2 separate regions of the Rattus norvegicus genome follow, and region 1 is linked to region 2. The links are chromatin contacts, called in public Hi-C maps. All regions are on one chromosome and are shown on one strand. Each heading gives the region's core, a stretch centred on a gene start, on an enhancer-like site or on the middle of the called end of the contact. The rest is flanking DNA. Distances are from core to core; before and after follow the strand shown.

The links. A called contact is a pair of places that touch in the nucleus more often than the background predicts.
Region 1: a Hi-C map of hepatocytes shows a contact between it and region 2, with 2.5 times the contacts expected there. The contact joins the promoter of Mn1 here to the enhancer-like site in region 2. A contact is called at or near these places in 2 of 12 Hi-C or Micro-C datasets (hepatocytes and kidney).

Annotation. Positions count from the first base shown.
Region 1 is chr12:50,876,811-50,882,837 of GRCr8, forward strand. Mn1 (MN1 proto-oncogene, transcriptional regulator) reads right to left here and starts at 3,985. Exons shown (of 2, transcript NM_001191928.2): 1 at 1-3,985. The coding sequence starts at 3,128.
Region 2 is chr12:50,488,343-50,493,888 of GRCr8, forward strand. No RefSeq gene overlaps it. Among named protein-coding and RNA genes, the nearest start is that of Mn1, 390 kb to the right of the region's middle. Within about 2 kb of position 3,544, at least 2 of the 93 cell types and tissues checked have an H3K27ac peak or open chromatin away from gene starts, as enhancers often do. A contact at or near this core is called in hepatocytes, where this site is marked.

The DNA.
Region 1 (6,027 bases), core at 2,735-5,234, 390 kb after region 2:
TTCGCATAACTTGTGCTCACCTCATCAGAGGCGAACTCACCCACGTGTGGGGAACTACCATCTGATTTGGCGGTGCTGTCCAGGGACGCCATGAGGTCCGGCTGGTCCCCAAGGAGCAACTCGGCTCCCTTTCCCCACGATGGTGATGTGAGGGCCTTCTCATGGGGTGTGGGCCCTCGGGCTTCGTTTACTGAGCTTCCCCCAGCGGCTGAACCAGGAGCCTGCTGCTGCCCCGGGCTCACCCCTGGTGCGCCCCCACTGTCAGGAGCTGCGGAGTATTTGTCGAAAAAGGTCCCGGGGCTCACATGACCACTGTCCCGTTTTCTGCGTCCCCTTCCCCGGCCACTACCCCCAGGGACAGGCTTGCCATCGCTACCCGATGTTGATTCCAGGGTGTAATTGGGAGAAAGACTGGTGCTGTCCCCCTGAATGGGAGGGTTGGGCGGTCCTGAGGCTTTGGAGCCACCACCACTGGTCCCGGAAGGGCCTCCGGGTCCAGGGGCCCCAGGAGTAGTCCCTCCGGGGAAGTAATCCGAGCCCGGGTTACCGGCTGCAACCGCGCTGTCGGGCTCATTCTGGCTCAGTTTCCTCTTCCCCTCGGGTGGGTTCTTCTTGTTGAAAGTCACGTTGAGGTTAGGAGCACCCAGGCTGGCGATCATGTTCTGGCAAGCAGTGGAGAGCGCAGCCAGGCAGCTCTGGCCAAACAGGTTGTCCTTAGAGCTGGGCTTGTTGAAAGACCCCAAGGACAGCGCGCCCAGTTTACTGGCCGAGTTGCGCTGGCTGGATTGGAAATCCGGCTGTGGTGGGTAAGCGCCCCCAGCAGCACCGGAACTGCCGCTGCCCGCGCCCGCGCTCGGGGGCGAATTCACGCCTGGAGCGCTGTGCGGCGTGGCCTGCCGGCTGCCTGAGCCAAAGGGAAAGCCAGGCTGGCCCCCGAGAGCTGGCGCGGGGAAGTCCGGAGGCGGAGGCCGTCGCTCCGACGGAGCGTTGGGCAGTCCCACACCGGCCCCGGGCGACTGCAACTGGCCTAGGCCAGCCAAGCTGCTCCCAAACTGCAGCCCAGGCGAGGCCAGTGCGGGCACGTGGCCTTCCCCAGGCATCCTCAGAGGCTCCTGCAGAGAGCCTCGGAATAGCACCCCTGAACCACCTGGAGCAGGGGGAGGCGCCAGACCAGGGTCGTGCGGGCCGCAGTCAGCCGGCAACCCCGCGCTGCCCATCCTCCGGGGCAGCAGGTCTCCCGGAGGGTGTGGACCCGGGAACCACGCGCTCTCCTGCGCCAGGTGGGGCGCCTGCTGCTCAAAGCCACCCAGGCGCCCCGCACCTGTGCTGCCGCCTTCGCGCTCAAAGTTCGTCTGGGCCAAGCCGCTCACGGAACCTCCGTGGACAAGGCCGCCCTGGCCCACGTCCCCAGGGTGGCCTAGCTGGGCCAGATTGGGCTGTCGCAACCGTTGGTGCTGGTTCCGGGACGCCATCTGTTTAATCATGAGGGCCGCGTTCTGGCGTTGCTGCTGCTGCTGCTGCTGTTGTTGTTGCTGCTGCTGCTGCTGCTGTTGCTGCTGCTGCTGCTGCTGCTGCTGTTGCTGTTGCTGCTGCAGGGACTGGTGGTCCGGCCCCGGGTGCTGCAAGGGCGGTCCTGAAGGAAAACTGTCCGGCACAGGCGGCGTGAACTCGCCTGGGAGGCCTGGGTAGGCGGAGGGAGAGAGTTGGTTGTCCAGAGTGCCGTTGTGCATGCTGCCATTCCACGAGGCGCAGCGGTCCACGCCTGTGCTGCCCGGAAAGTCAAAACGCGGCCTCTTGGCCACGTTCATGTAGGGGGGCGCATCGAAATGCTGCAGCCTCTGGTTGGGTGCCTGTTGAGGAGGGGGATGCTGCATGCTGAAAACAGGTTCAGAATATGGGTGCATGCTCCGGTTCTCTAGCCGATGGATAGGGTACTCAAACTGCGCGTGTTGGCTGGGCAGCATGGGGCCCCCGTCCTGCAGGCCGCCACTGGGTGTGCCAGCCTCACCCTGCTGGGGCCGCGGGAGCGCAGGAGGGCAAGAATTCTGTCGGACCAGAAGCCCAGGTGGTGGCGGTGGCTGCTGCTGCTGGGGCTGCTGCTGCGGGGGTGGTGGGGCCTGCTGGGGAGGCTGCATTAGCGGGTGCCTGGAGCCCACTGCAGGCTCCAGACCCACAGGCATCTTCCGGGCCCCGCCAAACCTCTCGAAGAACACTCCGTGCTGCGGTTGCTGCTGGGGTGGTGGTGGCTGCGGTGGCTGACCGTGCATTTTGGACAAACCCACCATGCCTGAGGCTCTGGGCATGGCTGAAGCACCCGGGAAAGCGCCCCCGGGAACCTGGCGACCCGCAGCATAATGTGGCAGCTGCCCTTCAGAGTCAGAGGGTGAAAACATGTCAAAATGTCCTGAGGGCGGCTCGCTCGGGTAATTGTATTCCAGCGAATCTACGGCTCCTTGGTTCGTCACCCTCCGGGGTTCCAAGCTGTGAGAATCCGAGCCGCTAGAGGCGGACAGGCCATGGAAAGAGGCAGCCCGGTTAGGGCTCTGGTCCAGCGGCAGGCACGGGGCAGGCACAGCGTGGCCCGAAGTGCCCGAACTGTGGAAGTCCGGGAGGTTTCCTGGCCGCTGCGGGCCGAAGCCCTCCGGCCCCTGGCTCTCCGCCATGTGCTCGTAACTCTCTGCGAAGGGAGGCTGGCTGCCGAGGCCGCTCGCTGCACCTCCATAGCCAAGCAGCCGGCCCCCGTGCAGACATGAGGCACCTGGGTCCGGACCACCGAAGTTGCCCCCAAAGTGTGGGTGATGCTGGTGCGGGTGATGGCCTCCAGGATGGCTGTGGTGAGGCTGCTGACCACCGAAGAAGCCGTGCACAGGCTGTGCCTGCAACCCCCCTGCGTGCAGCTCGGAGTGACCGCGCGCATGGAAGCCGTATGGCTCCATATTCAAACCCAAGATCGGGGGTTCGCCCAGAGCGCTTATTGCAGGGTCCACGGGGCCAGGAGGAGGCCCGGCGTGGAAAGCAGGGGCCTTAAAGTGAGCGTTCATACTCAGTCCGGCTTCGTTAAAGTTCCCCTCGCCCTGACCAGCGTGCCGGCTGTTGATCTGGGGCTCGAATTGGTCCAGCCCAAACATACTTGGCGGGGGGGCGGGGGGATCAATAGGGCATGACAGCCTGCTCCGCCGCGCGCCTCCGGCCAGCTACTCGCCTCAGCCGCGGCTCCGGAGCTCCGGGTTCTGCACCGCGGGGCGCAGCGCTCACTGCCGCCCGGCCGAGCGCGCGGGCGCTGGCTAGGAGCTCTCTCCGCTGCTCTCCGGAACCTCAGAGTCGACCCAAGCGGGCCTCTCACGTCTTGCGAGGCCGCGGCGCCTCCTGGAGCCTTGTCGGGGGGCCCATGCCCCGGGCGGATGGCACGGCCGCGGCTGGGTATGCGGAGAGGTGACCTGGAGGCCGAGGAGCTGAGACAAAAAGTTAGGTAGGGGGGAGGGAAGGGGGCGGGAGAGCGGAATGATCACCTTCTGGAGTCCGCGGTGCGGTGGTTGGGGCCGTAGGGGAGCCCCTTGGTCCTTCCCCTGCCCCGAGTCTCCGCGCCCGGGCCGCGCCGGCTCCCGCACCTCCGGTCGGCCGAGGGCGATCGGCGGCGAAAGCTTCAGCGGCTCGGAAGACGGGCTGCTCCGCTCCTCATCGCCGGTGATGGCCCCGCAGCAGGAGATGCGGGCGCTGGAGCGGGAACGCAGGCTGCGGGAGACGCGCGGCTCCGCGGCTCGGGCTCGACCGCCGGTCGCTGCGCGAGTTCGCGGGAGTCTCGGGGCGCGCGCGGGAGGGGAGGCGTGGGGCCGGCGGCTCCTAAGCTGTGGTTCCCGCCTCCGCGCTCCACGGGTCCCCTCGGAGCCGGGAAGGGGCCGCGCGGGCAAGCAGGGCGCGCGGGGCGGGCGAGGCGCTGCGAGGTCCGGGCTCCCGCTCCGCGTCTGCCTCTTGCCGGCGCCGGGAGAAGCAGCAACAAGTTTTGCGTTTCAGCAATCCATTCCAGCCATTACCTCTGCACCAATCAGCGCCTCCCGAGCGGGCCCGGGGGCGGGGCTCGCTCTTAAGGTGGTCCCGGGTCCTGGCTGCGCAGGCCGGGCCACGGACCCGCGCTACTCCGGGTCCCGCGCTACGGCGTTGGGGGTGCGCCCCGGGTGCCCCGGGCTGGGGAGGGCGCGAGCCATGGACGACGGCGGGAGCCAGGCTTTGTCCGTCCCCTTCCCATTCACGCTGTTCCCAACTCCCCACCCCCAACCGGAGCTAGCACGACCTGCCCGGTGGGCAGGGGGCGGGGAGGTGGGCGGTGAGCTGTGCGGGGCGCACAGACAATGGAGTAGCCTGGCAGAGCCCCGGGACGCACCAGGGAAAGTCGCTAAGTGTCGCCTGTGCTGCAGCCCGGGGCGGCGCCCCAGGGAGCGGCCCTGGCAAGTTCACGAGGTGATCGCCGAGAGGAAACACGAAGGTTGTCTCTGGGACCAGAGTCTGGCTCGCTCCTTCCCGAGACTCTCACCGTTCGCGGCTTCCGGTTCTCTGCCGCCGGCTCCACCTGGAAGAAGCCACGCACCCTCGGCCGCTTTGTGGGGACACTTCGGGTGAGCCCGGCGCGTGAGCGGCGAGGCGAGACAATGCGAAACCCCGAGGAGAACGACGCGCAAAGGCGCACAGGGGTGGGGACGGGGGGGGGGGGGGGCGACACCTTGCTGTGGCCACAAGCGCGCAGGCCCAGGCCCTGAAGGGCGCGAAGTTGGCCTCCTTAAAAGATCTATTAAACTAAAGAGGTCAAAGAACGGAATTGGATTGTGATACTAAAATCAATAAGAGTGATTTAATACCTGCCCTATTTCATATGGAATATTTATCCCAATAATCTTACTTAAAACGTTTAGATCTTTCTACTCACGGAGTAGAGGCTGAAATCTATCTTGCAATTAAAAGTTAGAAGTTGGAGGTGATAGGAGGTGGAGGTGTTTATTCTGTGGACGCGCGCGCACCCAAGCGCCAGCATAAGTGTGCGAGTTTTCCTCTGAAAGTGTAAGTAGGGGAGGAGGGGCGGAAAGGCCTTTAATTTTCCTTGCCACGAAATAAAGCGAGACAATTTTGCTGGCAGGCCAGGATTCTTAAAAGAAGAGAGGAAAAGGAAAAAAAAAAAAAACTTTCGCTGAAGTGCCCCGCTATCGCTATTAAATCTAAATAAAATTAAGCATGGTGTATAAAAATGCCTTTTCCCCCCACAAAAGAAAGTGTTTATCGCCCAAGTCTGTCTAGCGTTTGCTAAATTACGCATGAAATCTGAAATGAAATAAACGTTATAATAAAACCAACCCGGAGCCCTTTTTATTTAAAAACCTCAGATTAAGCACTCTACTGTCGTGGGCATGAGTTAAAAGTTACCGTGTCATTCGCGGCCCGATTCATTACTCCCCGGAGCTTCTGAGCAAAGTAACGTTGGAAAATGGGCTGGATTTAGGAATGGGGGGGGCAGGAAGCCACAAGAGACTTCTGAAGAAATCACCCCCCACAAACACACACACACTCACCCACGCCACACACGCTCCCCACACACACATCCCCCACACAAACCCATCCCCCACACATTCACCCACACACACACGTACCCACCCCCCACTCTCACACACACTCGAAATAAAAGCTCTCAGGAAGCTGCAAAAAAAAAAAAAAAAAAAAAAAAAAAAAAAAGCTCCGGCTTTTCCTGCAGTCTACAGATTTTTTTTTTCCTTTTGAAATTAAAAATGAAAATTACCCCCACCAAAAAACGGGTCCCATAAATAAGCATTGGGAAGAAGTATTTGTGCAGGGTGGTGGAGTTTTAAAAGGATTTTTCTGCAGGATCAGGTTGTTGGTCTGTGATTAAATATTGATTTTGTGTAATTAGTTTTCATGCGAACTATCCTCTTGCTGATAGCTTAGAGGTTTCAGAACTAGAAAAGAAATGGAATTGGACATGGAAATTATTACTTAGCAAAGTGACAGGGAAGGAAAGCCAGAGAA
Region 2 (5,546 bases), core at 2,294-4,793:
TCAGGAGTTTCAGAACCTCTGATTCCTTCAGGACAAGCCACAGAAGGAGTGAAGGTAAAGGGGGTGCGGGATGGAAGTGGGGTGCTGTGAGGCCAGGGAGGGTATGAGGCACCTCTTCCTGGCCAATCTCAGGCCTTTTTAAAAGACTGGGCTTCTAAAGGGTTTCAGCACCTGTGACTTTTTGCAAGAGATTGGCATATTATAAAGGCAGAAGCTTAAGCATATATGGGTGTGCAGGTGTGCAGGTGTGCAGGTGTGTGTGTGCAGGTGTGTGTGTGTAAGCTATGCATGTGCACACGCATGTGTATGCATGCATATGGGCAGGTGCTCACGTCTACGCCACCATTGACCTCCTGCCAAGCTCCCTTGCTTTCTTCATAGCCCCAGACTGACAGGCTGGGCTCAGTTTCCCGATCTTGGTGGCTCTTTTGTCTATTTTTGCGATTTTAGAATAATGCTTTGGAAACCCATACATACTTCTCTTTTTTGTTTTTGTTTTTGTTTTGTTTTGTTTTTCAGAAACAAACTTAGCTCGAGGGAAGTCTGCTCTTATAAGTAGAACCTGGGTGGTCTGGACCAGGATTAAAGGCCACACCAGCTCCAGAAACACCACAGCCCTGGTTTCCCTCCATACAAGGCATCATCACAGCAGGGGCGGGGGTGGCTTGTGTCCCTGCCAGTCCAGACCTTTGCTACTCCCATTTTGCAGATGAAGAAACTGAGGTCCAGGTGATGCACACAACCCTTTGCTTCCCTTCTGGAATGAGCACAAGGAAAGGGAGGCAGATTTCTTCAAGTCATTAGAGAAGGTTCTCCATACCTGCTTTGCTTAGGAAGGACCTGATAGACTTATGATCCCAGCACGGCTGCAGGGAGATCATATCAGACAAACACAATAGATTAGCACCCGGGAGTTATTGATCAGTTTGGTGTCACCTCAGCATTTCTGGCAGCTTGTGGGTGTGTTATCTGAATCCTCCTTCCAACCTGGATTCATCCATGTCCCCACTCACCCCACACACCAGTACATCTAGTATGTGACCACTCCTTAGTCACAGAAGGGTCCCGACTCGCCTCTATTTAAAACGAAAGGTGGGGTAGCTTGAGGTAGGAACAGTGCAGGAGGCGTGGGGGGGGGGCATGCGGCTGATGTTTTAAATCTAGATAATTCATTTGAGAACATGTGTGTGATTCTCCAGTAGGGTGCATTGTTCCTGACTCCTTATCTCTTCGAGGGTGACAATATGTCCTTGGTCCCCATTTGAACTGGAGCAGGCATCATTTTGGAGGACAGAGCAGATCTCAGTTGCTGACTAGCATGCCAGAGCTAACACTGTCAAGTGCCTTCTGCAGGGAATGGTCAGCTGACACTTCAGACTGCGTCCCAGCCAAGTGAGTGGGATCTGGAGATGGAGATTGTATTGATTCACAGAAACATAAGCAGCAGAGATAGCCTGTAGACTTCCGGGAGGGGCGCAGCGTGGGGCTGACATTGCCATGGTGACCCATGGTCAGTGGTATTTCTGCATCTAGAGTGTGACCTTCAATAGCCACACATTGGGTTTTGAGTGACACAGTTTATTAAGTGTGTAGACATTAAAAGCAGGAGAATTAGCCCGGTGTGGTGCCATGCACCTTCAGTCCCAGCGCTTGGGAGGCAGAGGCAGGCGATCTCTGTGAGTTCAAAGCCAACCTGGTCTATGAATAAGTTCCAGTACTGCCAGGGCTACATAGTGAGACCTTGTTTAAAAAAAAATGCTGTGGGTCTCCCCTGTGATGCCCTTTGGCAAACCTGCCCCCTGGGCAGGACCTCCCTGTCATTGAGCAGCAGCTGGTGCCCAAACAACTCTGCTCTGGATCCTTCAGTGCCAGTGGCTCCCAAGTCTGTGGTTAGTGGGGTAACAGCATGTCATAGGCTTCCTGAAGGCAGCATAGCTGGAGATGGCTAGGCAGGGGGAGCACACAGGGACCCTGAGTCTCAGTCTTCTCTGGGCCCCCCATGTGGTCATAAAATGTCACATCTGCTTCCTTCCTCTGGCTTCCTATGGATTCCTCTGTTACCTACTCAGACTGTTTTCCTGAGTCACTCCAGGCTTCCCATACACAGTGTGGGATTTGGGCCTGTAAGCCACATCGCATTTTGGGAGTTTGGGGGTGCGCGACCCCCTCCATCTGAAGCCTCAGAGCAGACCTGTTGCCAGATGCAGTGTCCTAAGTGGGGGCTTGTTGCTTTAAAATTATATAAAAGAAATGCTGTCTTCTATCCCACACTAGGTCCGGCACTGCAGTGCCCCAAGGTATCTGTTAGAAGTCTTCATCTCAGTCAGCAAAGCGTCTCACCCGCTCTGCTCCGTCCCATATCACACTGCCGATGGCTTCTCTCTGAGCCTGGCAACAATCTCTCTACCCATCTAGTTCCCAAGGCAGGTTGCCGCCATGCCAGAAATATTTCCCAATTCCGTGGTGGCCCAGTGTCTCCAGCTACCACATACTCTCTTGAACTTAAATCGCCACAAGAAAGAACACACAACACAATAACCCCTGATCCAATTAATAAGATATAATTGCCCACCTAGACATACAAAGCCCTGTACACATCCATCCCTTAAGAACATTCATAACAACCTGTAAATGTGCAGAGAGGAATCTTAACATCGGCCTCCATGTTCTCTCCTCTGCTTCTTCTGCCTCCTCCAGTCTCCTCCTCTCTAAAACTTTTCTCTCACCCATCCTTCCTTCTTGTCCAATGACAAGCGTTGTTCTATCTTGTACATGCCTTCACCCGTATGACATCATCCTACAGGGGCTGAGAGCTCACCTGGGTCCCTGGCTTTTCCTGGCTTGTTGCTGGTGCCATCACACATGGTGCCGAGTGTGAATGTCACAGAGTTCTGTCACCCTGGGAACAGGCAGATCTGGGTGTGGGTGCCTCCACAGAGTCACGCTGTTTACATTGCTTCCACCCCCGAGGGACTGAACTTAGGTGACCCTCCTACCCTGACCCCTCTGCTCCAACAGGGCTTGAAATAACGCCCCCCCACCGCCATGTTTCTCTCAGCTGGATTTCTGAGACACCCAGCCAACCTAGGGGAGGGGATACAAGATGTCTTGTTGTTTTTAATGAGATGCTCTCCGTAGTCAGAGGCATTCCCACACGTGGTCCGCAGTTATCAGTTCTGTTTGGGGAAGGTTTTGATGGTATGTCCTTCAGTGAGGAGATCTTCGAAGATAAAACCCTCACCGACATCCAGTTTGTTCTCTATGCTTCCTGTCTGAGGTTCAGACTGTGAGCTCTCTGCCTCCTGTTCCCATTGCTATGCCTGACATATGAGATCATGCTGTCCCTGGTGTTATGGACTCCCTCCTGGAGGAATCATAACCTAGGATAGACCTTTCCTCCTCTGGTTGCCTTGGTCATGATATTACATTACAGCCACAGAAAAATAACTAAGATAGCACAGTTCCGCCTTTCAGCCCCTAGGGGCGGAGCTTACCTTCCTAAAGCACAGGGTGGACAGGTCGCAGCTGGACTCTACACTGTGTTCTCTTTCCCATGGAGATCAATAAACTTTTTCTGCCAAGAGCTGAGCTTGGCGTTGGCTGTGGGGCCATAGAGTCTTCCGTGACTATTGAAGCTTCAGGATGACGGAAGCTGCCATGGACCAAGAAGGTCCCTTAGGGAAGATTCTCTGTCTAGACTGTATGTGGCTATGTTACAATAAAGCACTATTGGCAGACCGTGGCCAGACCACAGACAGCAGTTTCCTGAGCTCCGGCTTCATGTGTAAATATGTTGACTGAGCTGTGAGTGGGGCTCTGTGGAAGAACGTGTGCCTTATGCACAGAGTTCACGAGTTCCATCCCCAGTGCAAAGGGAAATAAAATGTCTGTTGAAGGCCCACTAGGCACGTTGAGCTCTGTTCTGAATCCCCCTGCTTCTAGGGCCAATCATGAGGTACCCCAAAGACCATCTAACACTTGGGCAGGAAAATGACATGGCAGGGAAAGAGTTTGCCGTGAAAACACCAGAGCCCAGCTCTGATCCACTCCCAGAGTTCATGTACAAAGCCAGCAGTCACAATGTGCACTTGTGATGCCAACACGGGGAAGGTGGGGACCCGTGGGTCCCTGGAACTTGCTGGGCAGTCAGCCTCACCAAAGCAACAAGGTTCAGAGAGACACTGTATGAAAATAGTGATAGACAACAGCTGAGAAATGACACCGAAGTTGTCATCAGGCCACCACACTCTTGAGCATATAAACACATAACCACACATATGCACATGTACATATGTACACACATAGACATATAGACATACATACACACATGCACATGTACATGCACACACACAGACATACACACGTGCATATATACGTAAACTTACACACATACATATATCACACACGTGCACATATATTGACATACATACACACATGCATATATGCACGCACACACACATAGACACACATGCACATATACATGTAGACACACATAGACACATGCACATATACATGCACATACACAGACATACATACATGCATATATACATAAAGTCACACACATGCTTATATATCACAAACATGTGCACATACACATTGACACACATACACACATGCTCATATACATGTACACACATAGACACACATAGGCGCATGTGTACGTATACATACACTTACACACATGCATATATACCACACAGGCACACATGTGTGCACACACACTAATACACATAAACACACATACATATATATATGCACATGTACATGCACATACACATTAGACACACATACACACATGCACATATATATATACTCACATACACGCATGGATATATACTTCACACACATTGACACAAATACATATATAGACACATATACATATACATATGCACATATACATGCATGCACACACACATAGACACACATACACACTCATGCACGTACACATTCACATACATGCATGCATATAACACACACACACACACGCACACACACACACACACACACACACGATCTGTTTGGTCAGTCAAACATAACATTCATTTTATTTGTCTTTTTATAAAAGGGAGCTTCATGAAGGTAAAGCGTGAACCTTGGCTCAGGAAGAAACTGTCCCACATGGTTCCACTTGCTGAACACCTGTTCCCACATAATGGCACTGATTTGGAAAGACCTGGAAGATCTGGGAGTCGGGCCTGGATGGAGGAAGTCGGCCAAGAAGGTGTGTCTTCAAAGGCTAAGCCTGGACCTCCTGTCTTCCTCACTCTGCTTGCTTCCTGCTTGCCTTCCTCAGCATGCTGTGTCTTCCCAGGGACCCAGAGTCAACATGAAGCCAGGGCTCCAGCTGAGACCTGGGAACCCTGAGGCAACGCCAATCCTTCTTCCTCATGGGCTCTGGCTGTTTAATCCCAGCTTCACCAGAACCAATCTCCTTGCCACTGCCACCTGGATCCTTTCTAAGGACTCCTCCTTTTCCCCAGGGTCAGCTTGGCTGATGCCTGCCCAACTGTAGAGGCCCCAGCTGATGCAAGCCCGGTCTGCAAGAG